2 separate regions of the Bombyx mori genome follow, and region 2 is linked to region 1. A link is a contact called in public Hi-C data. All regions are on one chromosome and are shown on one strand. The core of a region is the stretch at or near the end of the contact, and the rest is flanking DNA. Distances in the headings are between cores, read along the strand shown.

Evidence for each region. Hi-C and Micro-C count contacts between places; a contact is called where the count stands out from the background.
Region 2: a Hi-C map of middle silk gland shows a contact between it and region 1, with 2.8 times the contacts expected there. The contact joins the promoter of LOC101746018 here to the promoter of LOC101741264 in region 1. A contact is called at or near these places in 7 of 7 Hi-C or Micro-C datasets (middle silk gland, midgut, posterior silk gland and 2 more).

Annotation. Positions count from the first base shown.
Region 1 is chr3:10,318,433-10,325,487 of ASM3026992v2, forward strand. LOC101741264 reads left to right here and starts at 2,839. Exons shown (of 3, transcript XM_004931664.4): 1 at 2,839-3,250. The coding sequence starts at 3,133. It overlaps LOC100302603 (enhancer of split mbeta-2), which reads left to right. Exons shown (of 3, transcript XM_062676340.1): 3 at 250-1,611. The coding sequence ends at 1,302.
Region 2 is chr3:10,468,243-10,475,297 of ASM3026992v2, forward strand. LOC101746018 (protein split ends) reads left to right here and starts at 3,979. Exons shown (of 8, transcript XM_012695226.4): 1 at 3,979-4,211. It overlaps TRNAS-UGA (transfer RNA serine (anticodon UGA)), which reads left to right and starts at 85; the gene lies at 85-166. TRNAY-GUA (transfer RNA tyrosine (anticodon GUA)) reads right to left here and starts at 1,253; the gene lies at 1,163-1,253.

The DNA of each region.
Region 1 (7,055 bases), core at 1,589-4,088:
TACTCGATCCATCATCCATTCACACGCCGTTTATTTTTATCGTTCGACCGGTCGTCCTTCTGTTTATTACACGGGCGCTCACCCCCCGCGAAACTGGAATAAATATACAAGTTCCACTCGCAAACAGGAGTCGACGATTACAGTTAAGTTAATGGTACGCTGCGCCTTCTCGAAGCGTGAGAACACCGGTGAGCGGTCAACACCTGCTTTTATAATTTACGCATATTTTTTTCTTCTTTTCATCCGCAGATCGATGACGACAACCTAAGCAAGCTGGAGAAGGCCGACATCCTTGAACTAACCGTTAACCACCTCACAAAGTTGCACAGCCCGAAGGATCCGGTTTTGGAAGCAAAGAAGTTTCAGGCGGGCTTCGGACAGTGTGCGGCCGAAGCATGTCGCTTCATAATGTCCGTACCGGATTTGGACGCGAACGTTAGCCAGAACTTGATCAGCCATTTGTCGAGATTAATCACGGCGCAACCCCTCACCATTCAAGTACCGGAACGAGCTACTTTCTCTCCACCTACCTCACCGGTGTCCGTTGTCTCTGACCGACATCACTACTATAGCGATCACGAGAGATCATCATCGGACGCTGAGGATTCTGTTTACTCTGTCGACGGCCCCAAGCAATGGGCTTACGGCGGACAAAGCAGGGCACACAAATCTGAAAACGGGCTGCTCACGACAGTTGACAAACTCGTCGTCTCACACCACGTTGTCTCCGAACAAATGAACGGTTCGGTACACGGGCAAAAAAACACATATTTCAACAGAGTTCCGGCCGAGGCGAAGGATATTATCCTACAAAAAATACGACAGCACATAATGGACAAGCGCGGCAGTGACTACAGCGACACTAGTAGCAATGCCGACTTATCGGAACAGAAGTATATACACAGGGACGACGTGTACAGAGGCGACTACACGTGCCAATACTCGCCCGCGAACGGGCTCATTAGTAATGAAACTTTGGATCTCAGAAAAGTTAGGTCGCCGAAAAACGAGGCGGGCTCACCAAAGAAGCCGATAACACGTCAAGCGGCCGGTCAGCCGGAAACAATTCCGCCACCGGAGAGCAAAGTTGAAGTGACACTCGATCTTCCGGAACGATGCGAATTGCCGATGGATTACAGCAATTTGCCGCCTAAAAAGAAAAGGAAATTAATCGAGTACCAAGAGTACAAAAAGCAAGAAGCGGCAAGGCGGCGTCTTGAAGGTTTTTGTGGTGAGAAAAAAGAGCGTGAAGGCGATGGACCACCGGCCGACGAAGAAGGCAACAAATGGCGCCCTTGGTGATATGTTTTTACCGGCGCGTCACTCTTTCATTGTGATATTGTAGTCTCTTCCATGACAAAGCTTTAATTCGTTTTAATAAATGTTAATGCCTTAATTATATAGGTTTGTATAGGTTATAATCGATTCTAGGTTATTTAAACTAGTAATGTATGTGCCTTTTTAAAGCACTTGAAAATTTATTTATGTGCCATTTATTGTGTTTGATCTCGCTGTCTTCCTATTAACGTTTTGTTGTCTTCCATTATTTTGGTATGACTTACGTTTGTTATTGAAAAACATTTTGTTAATAAACGATATCTTTCAATGTGATTATGAATATTATTAATAGTTTTAAGCTAAATTAAGCTAATTGTGGTAAAATATGGACACAAATAAAACATTAAAAATATCTTGAAAGTAAAGTTGAATAATTAATTTAGTGTTGGTAAAGAATAGTTAATAAGAACTACATATCCCATACTTAAAAAAAGCTTTTAAAATTCGTCTAAAACCAGTGGTAGTAAGTTTGAGTAAATCTAGAATTTATTCTTCAAAATTCTAATAAATCTTTCGAAGTTTTTTTAACAATGGTAATAGATAATCGGTTTAATATATAAGAATGCAACTGATTCTTCTAAAGAAACCAAAAATAAACTTGTTTACGGTGTAAGTATTTATTGCACATCGGATCAAAATGAGTTTGATGACATTACATACACAGTTTACATTTTTTCACTTTAGCAATATAGTGAGTAAAAGCTACGTCAAAGCATTCTTAAGGCGTGTTTTTAATAAATACGAATGACGTTAATATTGTCGGAATTATTCCATTGGCTCGTAAATCTTAAATCGAGTTCATGATAGGAGTCTCACATATCTACGACAAACAAAGGTCTTCGAGATAGATATCCTAGGTGGCATTGTGGTTTCCTTCAATAATTATTTAATGCTTTTCAATAACATTTCAAACGTCCAGGTATGATTGTCATGAAATTACGAAAAATACTAGTATAATCTATACTTTTTAAAATTTGAATTTCTTTTGGATGTTTTATGTCACAGTGAAAACTCGTACCGCCATCTATGGATAAAAATATTCTTAGCAAGGCGACTTTTTGGTTTGCAAAGTCAATTATTATTGATGAACTTAATCTGACCTAATCTTTAACTGATTACTTATTTCACGTATAGATGGCAGCATAGACAGGTACAGTTGGAAATGTTATGGCGCCATCTAGTGCAATTGTGTAGAACCTTATTCATGTCAAACTGTTTAACACTATTCCATTACAGATGTCTCTTCGATAGAAACATTAGTTTACAAACCATTAATTTCCATAAAAAAATTATGCAAAAAGTCATAAAATGTATAATCGTAATAAATGTCATTTTATCTGTGACGCAGAGGAAAGAATAAGTATGAAACGTTTTTCTATTATCTCACATTTTTTAAATAGGTATTAGACTACAAGTAATTTAATTTTACTGATTTGATTTTGTACTACTCGACAATAGATGTCGCATTCCAACATGCTTCTACGATTGTGTTTGGTAAACAAGATAAAGGAGGGATGTCATTTACGACAATTCAACTTGGCTCAGTCGCTCATTCATTGATGTGCCGGCCGGTCGGTTAGTCACTCAAATGGATCAGTTTAGTGATCGACAATAACACGCGCGATATTACGAACTATTTCGAGTTAAAATATAACGACTATGACAGTTGGCTATGTTGTTTTGACAAGCGGTGCAGTTTTAGAGCACAAAGATTTATACAGTATAGTATTTTATTTTGAATTGTGATGCTGATAAATTGTTGTGTAGTGCTTAAAAGTGCAATGGTGTGGTGAAATGCTTGTGGGGGAGCAGTCGCCGGCACCGCGGGTGGTGGCCGGATTAAGAAAACTCCGCCCTGAATTGACTCCAGGACCAATACCAACTCTAATAGACCCTAATATAAGGATATCAGGTAATCTTCTTCTTCTTGTTTTAGATCAACAAATGAGATGGCAATGTTTACATTAGGTCGTTGAACTCAGAAAGAGCAAAGAAAGCTATTTCTTTTTTATTTCAAATATCCAGTAAAAGCGACTAAATGAGACTTATTAAAAGTCTTGCTTAATTCCTGAACTTTACTCAGTAATTCTATTAACTAAAATTTGTGGAATTGTTCTAACAACTGCAAGGATATCGAAGTAGGTATTATGAGTACTATCTACAAAATAAATCTGAACTTCCAAATCGATGAACCATACGGGAAAGTGTAGCCCTTAACCCCAAGTAGCTACATTAAATAGCCACTGTAGCTAGGTACCTAGTAGAATTAGTTTTTAATAGCAAAATATAGTAAAATGTATGGTAAAAGGTAATTAATATATATTTTATATAGGGATAATGGGACAATGTATAAATTTAGTAAGTAGTTCGAGTGAACGGTGGACTTTGCCTTGGCTTACTGTTGTATTCTGATAATAAACCGAGCAGAAAATTATCATGCAAAGTCCTCAGACGCTAAATATAAATTATATACGTCAATTTACACGTCATTAATATCGAAACTGAATTCGATATCCTAACGAACTACTAAGCACAGATTAATAGGTAAATAACTAATTCATTTAATCTGGTTATAAGTGATAGAAGTACTAGCAAGTGCCAGTATACCTATATCACAGTTGATAGATTTTGGCGGGAACGCGAGGAAGAGTGAAGTTGTGTGTTTTGTTTTATTTTATCTATTTAGTGTTTCTTCAGATTTAAAAATAACGACTGTGTGTAATAACGGTGGTTTATTAACTGTTTAGTATCTGTGAAAGTGCACAAATGTGGGAAAATTAAACAAAGCCGCTAGACGTAACTTCTCGGGATCCTCCAAAAAGTCTACTGAAAAAATCTCAATAAATGACCACCATTTTACTGAGATTGTATTTCATCCCATATTATGTCATCTCATTTCATTTAATTTTATTCCAGTTGATTAATGTCTCAAATTAGTATCTTTATTTCATTTCACTCCATATTATCATTTTTCATAAAAATAAGAATATAAATTAAAATAAGACATGACCTAAAGGTCTTAGATACCAGGTCATAAAATCCCTTTAATAAAAATCGCAGTTGATACTCGAAATTTATGACGCGATACTTAATTTTAGGCACTCTTAATGTTTTGATTATAAGACCTGATATTTCATGGTAACTCCAATTTTATAACAACAGTAATGACATCTATAATCACTCGTCCTCTAACCAAATTGAAGTATAATTTATTTCACACTAGTTACACTTAAAATAGGTACCCAAAGTATGCTAGTATTTTTTTTTTGTAAAATATACAAGTATTTAACTAAAGTAAATTTATCTACTCTTAAAAATAAATACCTTGCGAAATATTATTAACGCATTGCAACACAGGTCGTGATTGTAACGGCTAGTTTTTTTTTTTTAAGAATTGCACATAATCGGTAAGTTAATACGAATATACGAAGTAGGATATTTTCAAAGAATAATAGAGAATGAGTAAATTCACTAGATAAAACGGAACTAACAGAAAATACTTTGGGAGAATACATTAAGTTTGTATAATCTGTCACATCGAGCAGATACGATGAAATTTATCGATTTATTTAGATATATTGCATCTGTGGTATTTTGATGTAACTGAGTTTTTCGGACAAAAACTGCGGATTGTATAATAGCTGATAGTAATTTTCATCTAGTAGACACCGTACTAACAGACGAGGCGGTCTTCATAGAAATACAGTTAAAACACGTATACCCTAACCTACCTTTGCGTTTTACTAGAGAAAAAAAAATAGAACTAGCGCAGTTTTTGAATTTGTATTTCCCGGAATTTAAATGTTTACGCACTAAAAAAATGCTCACTGCATTTAATCTTCGATTTTAATCGTTTTGAACAACGTGAAAGTGCCTAAATTACTGGATCATACTCGGCATTCAACTCGTGTTTCCCATTGATAACTATCACGCGACCTTGTAAACTTGACAATGCAATGCGTTGTGAAGTTTAATGAACTTAAGTTGACAAAATGGAATTTCTAATTTTCAAGCCTGTTTGTTTTTTATAGATTTCTCGAACTATGTAAAAATATCTAAATCGTAGGCAAAATTTTTAGGCATCGGATTGGGTCTGGCACTGGTATTGCTGACATCCATGAGCGTCGGTAACTACTCACCATTAGATAGACCGTACTACTTACGATCTGATGGGCTAATTGCAATAAAAAAGCGTAAATAATGACCGAACGGTACAAGCTTCACTTAAAAAAAACTGAGTTAGTGAAACATCTGAATTGTAAATTCAATTTGATCATTGATTTATGTTGGACTTTTCTCAGTGGGTCGCGTTTCCGATCCGGTGGTATATTCTGCGAAGCACTACTCTTGCTAGGGCCAGTGCTAGCAAGACTCCGGTTTGAGCCCCGTGAGCTCACTTACACGTTAGGGCGAAGCTGAAATAGCCTCTCAAGGCTATCAGCATAGATAGGAGAAAAAATGAAAAAAAAGTTAGACTTTTTTCAATCATACCGTATTGTATTTAACTTAAAGGACAATTTTATCATATCACCATACACTGCGCTACAGGTTAGATTAATCTCTATCGCTTTGGTATCACAACTATTCAACTAGCTTGATTGGATTTGTGGGTGATACTTACGCACGTCACATAAGAACAGACAGAACGGACCATATCACATGATAATCATTTCAAACGGGTATTATTTCAAGCACGTAATATATCGATGATTCCGAAAATATTCCGTTGACACCGAAGAAATTCGCTTTGTTCATTCATCTCATTGTTGAATATATTCTGATTAATACCATCTCCGTACAGTAATGAGATGTATGCGCGTTTAAATCCATCTTTGAATTAATTCAAAAGTAGGGCTCCTTCTGTGAGTCCAAACGAGTAGGTCTGTACCACTGCCCTATATATTTCTGCCGTGAAGCAGTATTGTGTGGTGAAACAATAATGATTTGAAATATGGAAAAGCCGTTATACTATAGAACTGATTCTTAGAACGTGCATTTCCTGTCTTTAGACTAATTAACAAAACAAACCAACACTGATTTGCATTATTTTCATTATACACATAACAATGTACTGTAAAAACTTTCCGATCGAAATTAGTGTTTTTGTTAATTCGGGATTCGGATCCTTTATATTTATTTATTGCACAACCGAAAAAAAAGAAAAGAAACTTGTATTTGTCACGTATAAATGTTTCCGGTACTAAAAACACCGGCAGAAATCCAAGATGGGGGCCATTGATATTAATTGTTTTGTCGTTTTTGTTTGGCCGTAATTCTCTTACGCATATGCTTAGGACACGGAAAACAACACGGGATATTATGTAGGTAAACTGCCACTGAATTATTTATTATAGACGGATTTTTAAGAGTTAATTAAAACATAAGTAATGGACAAATTTATCAATAGTCTCCAAGAGACGACTTGTGGGGATGTATACACGAACGCGTGGGCAGACAACGAAGTCTTATTGAATAAAGGTTCATGTTTACTTTGTATGAAGATCGGACTGTTATCATCACTGTGTCTCGTCGGCAATGCGATGTCGTCCTTTGACCCGTGATTGTACGTTTGGATCTTAATAGACAACATTTAAATTTTTAAAAGTCTTCTCTGTCCGATAAGAAACGCATTAGACTGAAAATATAATATGTATGACTCGATTATTTGGATTGGATAATGTTGTTTGTTACAAAATATTTATTTAAAATTGCTTAAT
Region 2 (7,055 bases), core at 2,729-5,228, 150 kb after region 1:
AACATTGAAATTCCTTCAGTATATCAACTAAATAGTGAAATTTTACTTGTAAATACTTTAGTTATTTCGTAACACTTTCCGTGAGCTGCGGTGTCCGAGTGGTTAAGGAGATGGACTTGAAATCCATTGGGTTCTACCCGCACAGGTTCGAATCCTGTCCGCAGCGGCTTTTTGTTGAAATTCGTTTCAACAATAATAATAATTCTTACACGAATCTGTAATAGAATTTCACAAAACCAACCAAAGGATTATTATTATTTTTTTTAATTACATTTTAAAGACTTAATTTTGTTTGTTAATTTAATAATTACCAGAGGTCCCGCAGTAGTCGAAATTCGATTATAATTACATAATTGGAATTGTAAGTTTGTACACTATTATGATTGTATTTTCAACGCCAAGACTACACTATAGAAAAATATTATTAAAGACAAACAATATTTAATCTATTCTCAATTTGACCATAGACGTCAAGAACAAAAGTTTGACAATAAATAAATAGTATGCATGCGTGTGTGTGTCAAATAGATGGTAGTGTGTGTAATGTTTTCTTTATTGATTTAATGTATCTTTTACATCGATCGTAGATCTACGATCGATTATCTTTTATGCATTATTTAAAAAAAATATTAGCATTGTGCTCTTTATCTCTATATTCTCTATAAGTGTGGAAATATTCATACTCCTCCGTCCGCGCAATTTTCGTAAAAAGGGATACAAAGTTTTTGCTTCACGTATTAATAGATAGATTTGAACATTGTTTGTTAAAGTATAGATTTGGTTGTAATAGAAATATCATGTTATTTGTATTAATCGTAACAATACTCTTTAAGCAGATATATATTTTAATTTCTTAATTATACGTTAATCTAGAATCCGAAACTACTGCTAGAAAATCTGGAAAATTTTCATAACAAATATTATATAAGTTTTATAATATAGTTCATATTATAAAATGTAATAGGTATAAAACACATATTATATAATAATATATAAATAAAATTATTGGAAAAAACCGTTTCATTACTGTTCTACTCTGTTATGTTTGTTTTAGTCTACAAAAGGCACCATTAATTAATAAAATGTTTACATTGATTAGTAGATTACTTGTTTTTACGAGTCTTAATTCTTTATTCCAAAACATCAAGATATTAAAAAAAACTCCTTCGAGCCGGATTTGAACCAGCGACCTATGGATTACCACAACTTTGACTCACTACAGTCCACCGCTCTACCAACTGAGCTATCGAAGGCCTACCGCCCAGAAGCGAAATTAAAGACAATACTATAATAAAATTCTATTAACAATCAGTAAAACTATGAGCGTCAATGTTAATAAACCTCATTCGGTGGAATACTTACGTCATTCGATGTTGCAACCTTATATAGCATAATTTATTTAATCAATAATTTTTTTATGAATAATGTAGATAGATGGTTATGTTATCAAAAAATCAATGTATGCGTGATTATTTTGACAAATAACTACCCAATGCTATGAATACTGGCGGATAAGTTCTAAGTTTCCAAACTTACAGCATTATGGGATATATAAAAGCTTAACAAAAATCACTCTCTCATTCCGTCTTTTGTTTTATATTCAAAAGTCAATTTTAAATCTAACCCCATCTAAATATAATTCATCTATTCTCGGCTTTGTTTGCAGAAACGGTCAAAGCTCTTGAACTCTTGAACTATTCGTTCAGAATTAAGCCGTTGAATAAGTTATTGTCAAATATATTAGGGCGCTTAAATATAAAACAAAAAAATCACATTCATATATAATAAAATAAATATTACGTAAACTATGTTTTTTTCTAGTTTTTAGTTTAGTGTAGTTTTTTTTTTATGTCCTTGTAGGCAGACGATCATACGGCCACCAGATAGTGAGTGTTCACCGTCGCCCATGGACGTCAGCAATGCCAAGTTCAGTTCAGTTCATGAAGAGCTAAGCCACTGCCTAAAAAAGCCATTGTTAAACGTAGACTGATACGGGCAATATGACGTATTGTAAGCCCGCATGAGTAGGTACCATCATCTATCCAATTTAGATTTTTCTGCTCTGAAGAGCAGAACCAGTGCTAGATTCGTGATATAGCTGGTAGAAGTACATAGCAGCATACACATAGCTGCGGACCTCACGCAAGTAACCAAAAACAACTTATAATAACCAATAATAAAAGACCCACACCTAATGTCTATTGTCATAGACAATACTGCAATTCTATAGGTACCTACATTAACTAATTACTCTAATTATAGACACTATTGGCTAGAGTATACAAACGGCATTATCACGGGTAGACTCTAGTCTACCACGCTCGCTAACCCATAGACACAGCCACACGTCATTTCGGATCCTCCCGATCCACTAACGGTGCTTTTAGGTACCTCAAGCACCGATCACCGTTCTCGCCGAACGCGTCGCTTACGACGAAGGGCTCGGCGAGTAAATTAACCCACAGACACAGCCCACTGAGCTTCTCGCCGGATCTTCTCAGTGGGTCGCGTTTCCGATCCAGTGGTAGATTCTGCGAAGCACGGCTCTTGCTAGGGTTCGTGTTAGCAACAACGTCAGGTTTGAGCCCCGTGAGCTCACTTACTCGACTGGTTACGCTAATATGGTCTCTGAAGACCATCAGCATATGTAGGAAAAAAAAGACAGCTCATTGAGTTTCTCGCCGGATCTTCTGAGTGGGTCGGAATTCCGATCCAGTCATTGATGTATCAATGGATCCAGTAGTAGATTTAACGAAACACTACTCTTGCTAAGGCATGTAGGTATATGATCCAGTAGTAGATTTAACGAAACACTACTCTTGCTAAAGCATGTATATAAGGCATAAGGAACTTCAGGGTGAAGCTAGAATAGACCTTCGAGACCTTAGAATAGAGCTGCTGTAAGAGAGCTGCAATAAAAAAAATAAAAAAGGTAGGCCAAAACAGGATTTTTTAAGCCATGGGTACCTTAGCCGGCCGAGCGAGACTGCTGTTTTGCAATACGATTAAGCCTTCGAGCTCATACCCACAGTGGGTAACAGCATTCACGATGGCTCTATGGCTCTATGGCTGATCTATGGCTCTTTAAGCCGCCAGCACTTGGAGGGTCGTGAACACATTCATTCATCTATCAACAGCTCCTACCAGATGGGTCGTCGATACAACAACACAAAGCCTATCATTATTTTTTTCGAAGCTCTCTAACTAATTCACGCCTTTTAGCTCACAGCCCACCTGGTGTTAAGTGGATACCGGAATCCATAAACATTTACATTAATTTACAATGCAAATGCCGTCACTTGAGATATAAGTTCTAAGGTGTCAAGTATAGTTACAACGGCTGCCGCACCCTTCAAACCGAAACGCATTACTGCTTCACGGCAGAAATAGGCAGGGTGGTACCTACACGTGCGGACTCAGAAGAGGTCCTACCACTAGTAAAAATTGCCTACATTATTGACTCTTTAATTATGTTACCCCAGACTAACTTAGATCTTAGAAAAGGCGTTTACACGTTCATTATCTACTAGAATAAGAGGAGATCAAGTATTAGCCGTGACTTTAGTCAGAATAATAATTGTGAGTCGCTCCATTATTAAACCCTAATAAATCCGAGCTCGAAGCAAATTGCGATCGCTTAGCGGCTCGATTACAACACGACAAACAATTTCCTGGCGAACACTTTCATCAGACTATAGCAATTGACATCACCAGAATACAGCCTCCGTAGCTTCTATTGTCAAACACATATTTAATTACGACCGTGTGCAGTGCGGCACGCGCTATCGTGTCTGCTTCAAGATCACAAGCGTCTTAAAGTGTTTACCTGAAACGAACCGTAAAGAATTGAGAATAAGTCTCGCTATTGAGCGATCAAACTAGTTCAGTTCAAACGTTTATTATAACGGCACAGGGGTGAATTTCAGCCGATTCCGTACTTTAATACGCCTGCGCAAGAACACAAGACAAGTAAGCTTCAGTCAAAGTGAGGCGGCGCGCCGGCTAGCGCGCTCGCCCGCCGACTGTTCGCGAATCCCGCCAGACACTATGTTATAGAGCATACATCAATAAAACTAACTCCCAATGTGCGTCCCGCTGTAAGGATCTTATCCGTATCCCGCCAACTGAGCGAGAGACAACACACAACCGTCTTTCTAGTCTTCCTAAAGAAAAACGTGGTCAACGTGTGACGATACCGTTGTTTTGATTAGGTAAGTTGCAATTGCCGGTTTAAGGTCGAATGTCGCCCTTGGACAATGCCGGTCTGAATATACGTGTCGCAAATTGAATGCGTGCATGCAACAAAATCATTCAGAAAATTGCCTACTCAAATGCTACCTGAGTTCAGTCATCATTATTGACCATCAAGTTTGCCCATTTGACGTAAGGACGCGCACTATGATCGAAATTCGACCACAATTAATTGACACCTCAAGACCTAAGTAGATTCATTTTATGTACCACTTTCTCCTTTGTTCTGGTTTTGAAAAAATAGAATACTCGCGATTTGAAGAATTATTTACGTTGGTAACACTATGAAAAAAAAACGGTTGGCAAGAAACAAGAATTGGTACTTAGGTATTTCGTCTCCGCCTTTTTAAATATAAATAAAATCGAGATTCGCCACGCATTACTTTGCTGGAGTTCGACATAACCCGCTCTATTATGCCTCTCGACCGGATGTCCATAAATGGATTTTCCCTAGCGTTAGAAAAAAAGGATATCTCGGCACTTTTGTAAATTTAATTTATCAACACGAGTTACGTAACTGTTGTAATAAAGATATCTGCAAAACAAATATTGTGCTATGAAGGATTTCGAACGTAAATTTAAATCTGTCTTTAAATATCTTTGAAGCAAAGGAGTTTTCCAATTAATAAATACGACAACCATAATAATTTTATAGTTACAAAAACATTTTGAAATCGGAATGCTTATTAAATCATAAAGTTATTTAATAAATCCATACAACTTGTTTCTCGTGATCGTAATCAGAAAAGGCAGTAGACAGGTATATGTAATATCTGGATCATGTAACTTTCTCTGACCTCGTGGCCTAAGGAAATGGGATTGTACGATCATTGTGTTTTTTTTATATATTAATACAGAAAAGAAACTACCTTATATAGCAGCGTACTAATGTAACCGTTTCCGAGTTATGTAATATTCTTATTAAAATAATAAGAATATTTTTTTTTTTTTAACTTTTTATATTTTATACGAAACAATCAGTACACTTCATATTCAATACAGAAGTCGTATATTAAACAGGTTAATTCGAAATAAAAATACAGTCATGCTGAGTCATTATACCTACCCGCAGCCCGTTATTTCACAAGGTATTCTTTTCCAAGAAGCGTAGTTGGACGTGCAGGGTAAGTCATACACTGCCCACTTAACTAACGACTTGCCATCTGTGATAATTTGAATACGTATTCAAGTATAACATAAATGATTTTACCTTGACGTCGTAAATGAAAAGTTTTATCTGAACATCTAAATTACAACACAGACTTGTCTGTAATATAATACAATATTAGCATTTTTTTCAGTTTTCGCGATACACTAAATTAAAACTACGTTTTGTCGATTTATTTTATTGTCGGTCGTAATCCGGTTTAACCCGGTATAAAACACGGTTTCACTCTAACGTGAAAAGAAAATTTCCCCAAAACCCTCATATAACACGGTCCTTCTACAACACGATATTTGTTTAAAATTATTTAGAAATTTTACTGTTTATTTTTTATTTATAATAGATAAAAAATACATACGGGCATAGTTGAGATGTTTTATTCAGAAAAATTACTCTCCTTTTTGTACTGGCTTCTATTCTCTTATAACACAGTTGTTTTGAGATTTTGTGAGAACGTATTTACCGTGTAACAGGACCTTTACTACATACATTGTTGTGGTTCACGGACGAGAGTGGTCCTGGGCCAAGGAAGGTCAAGTAGGTACCTGGGAGACCCTGGGTGCATCGATGACATTCCGCCGAACTCACAAACACGAACTCGGCAAAGAGATCGACGTGCAACCTAACCTAAACCTCAGCCCGCTGAGCTTCTCGCCGGATCTTCTCAGTGGTACGCGAGTCCGATACTAGATTCATTCGTGAAGCAATTGCTCTTGAGTTGTTAGATCTCCTTTGGAGGTACTCGGGTAGCTCTTAGCAAATCCCACCCCTCCTGGCTGAGCCCTTGCTCACCCAGCTGTCCTGGTGAAACTGGAAAGGCCTCCGGGCCACCAGTAATCCCTCAAACATAAAAAAGGACGATTGTCGTATAGGAAAGCTTCGATTTTTTTTTATTGCTTAAGGTGGGTGGACGAGCTCACAGCCGACCTGGTGTTAAGTGGTTACTTGGGCCCATAGTCATCTACAACGCCACCCACCTTGAGATATAAGTTCTAAGATGTCAGTATAGTTACAACGGCTGCCCCACCCTTCAAACCGAAACGCATTACTGCATTACTGCTTCACTGCTTCGGTGGAGTACCTACCCGCGCGGACTCACTAGAGGTCCTACCACCTGTAAAATAATGACATTTAAAAAACGCGAGATTAAGGCGTAAAAGTAATTTTAATTATGGAATACAATAGTATTATTGTAAGTGGTGCGTAAACATAATGTATTTAAGCTGCTTATTCCATTTAAGTATCTCGAAAGGTCGCCGATTTTGGGTACAACATGATTAATGTACCGACCGACAGCCGCTGTGTTTTGCTGCTCTGTTCCTTTTGTCTTTGATCGTGAAGCCGTGAATGATTTGTCTGTTTCCATCGTGTTAAGGTACCGGATTAAAATATTAAAGAATTATTATTATATTTGTATTTTTTGACGAATAATAGCGTGAGTGGCGTAGAATTTTGGCTACACACACACAACAATAACCTGCTCTTTTTTTTTATGTTTGAAGTATTACTGGTGGCCCGAAGGTCTTTCCACTTTCACCAGGACAGGCGGGCGAGCAAAGGCCAGCCAAGAGGGGTGGGATTTGCTAACAGCTGCCCGAGCGCCTGCGAAGAAGACCTAACAACTCAAGAGTAGCTGCTT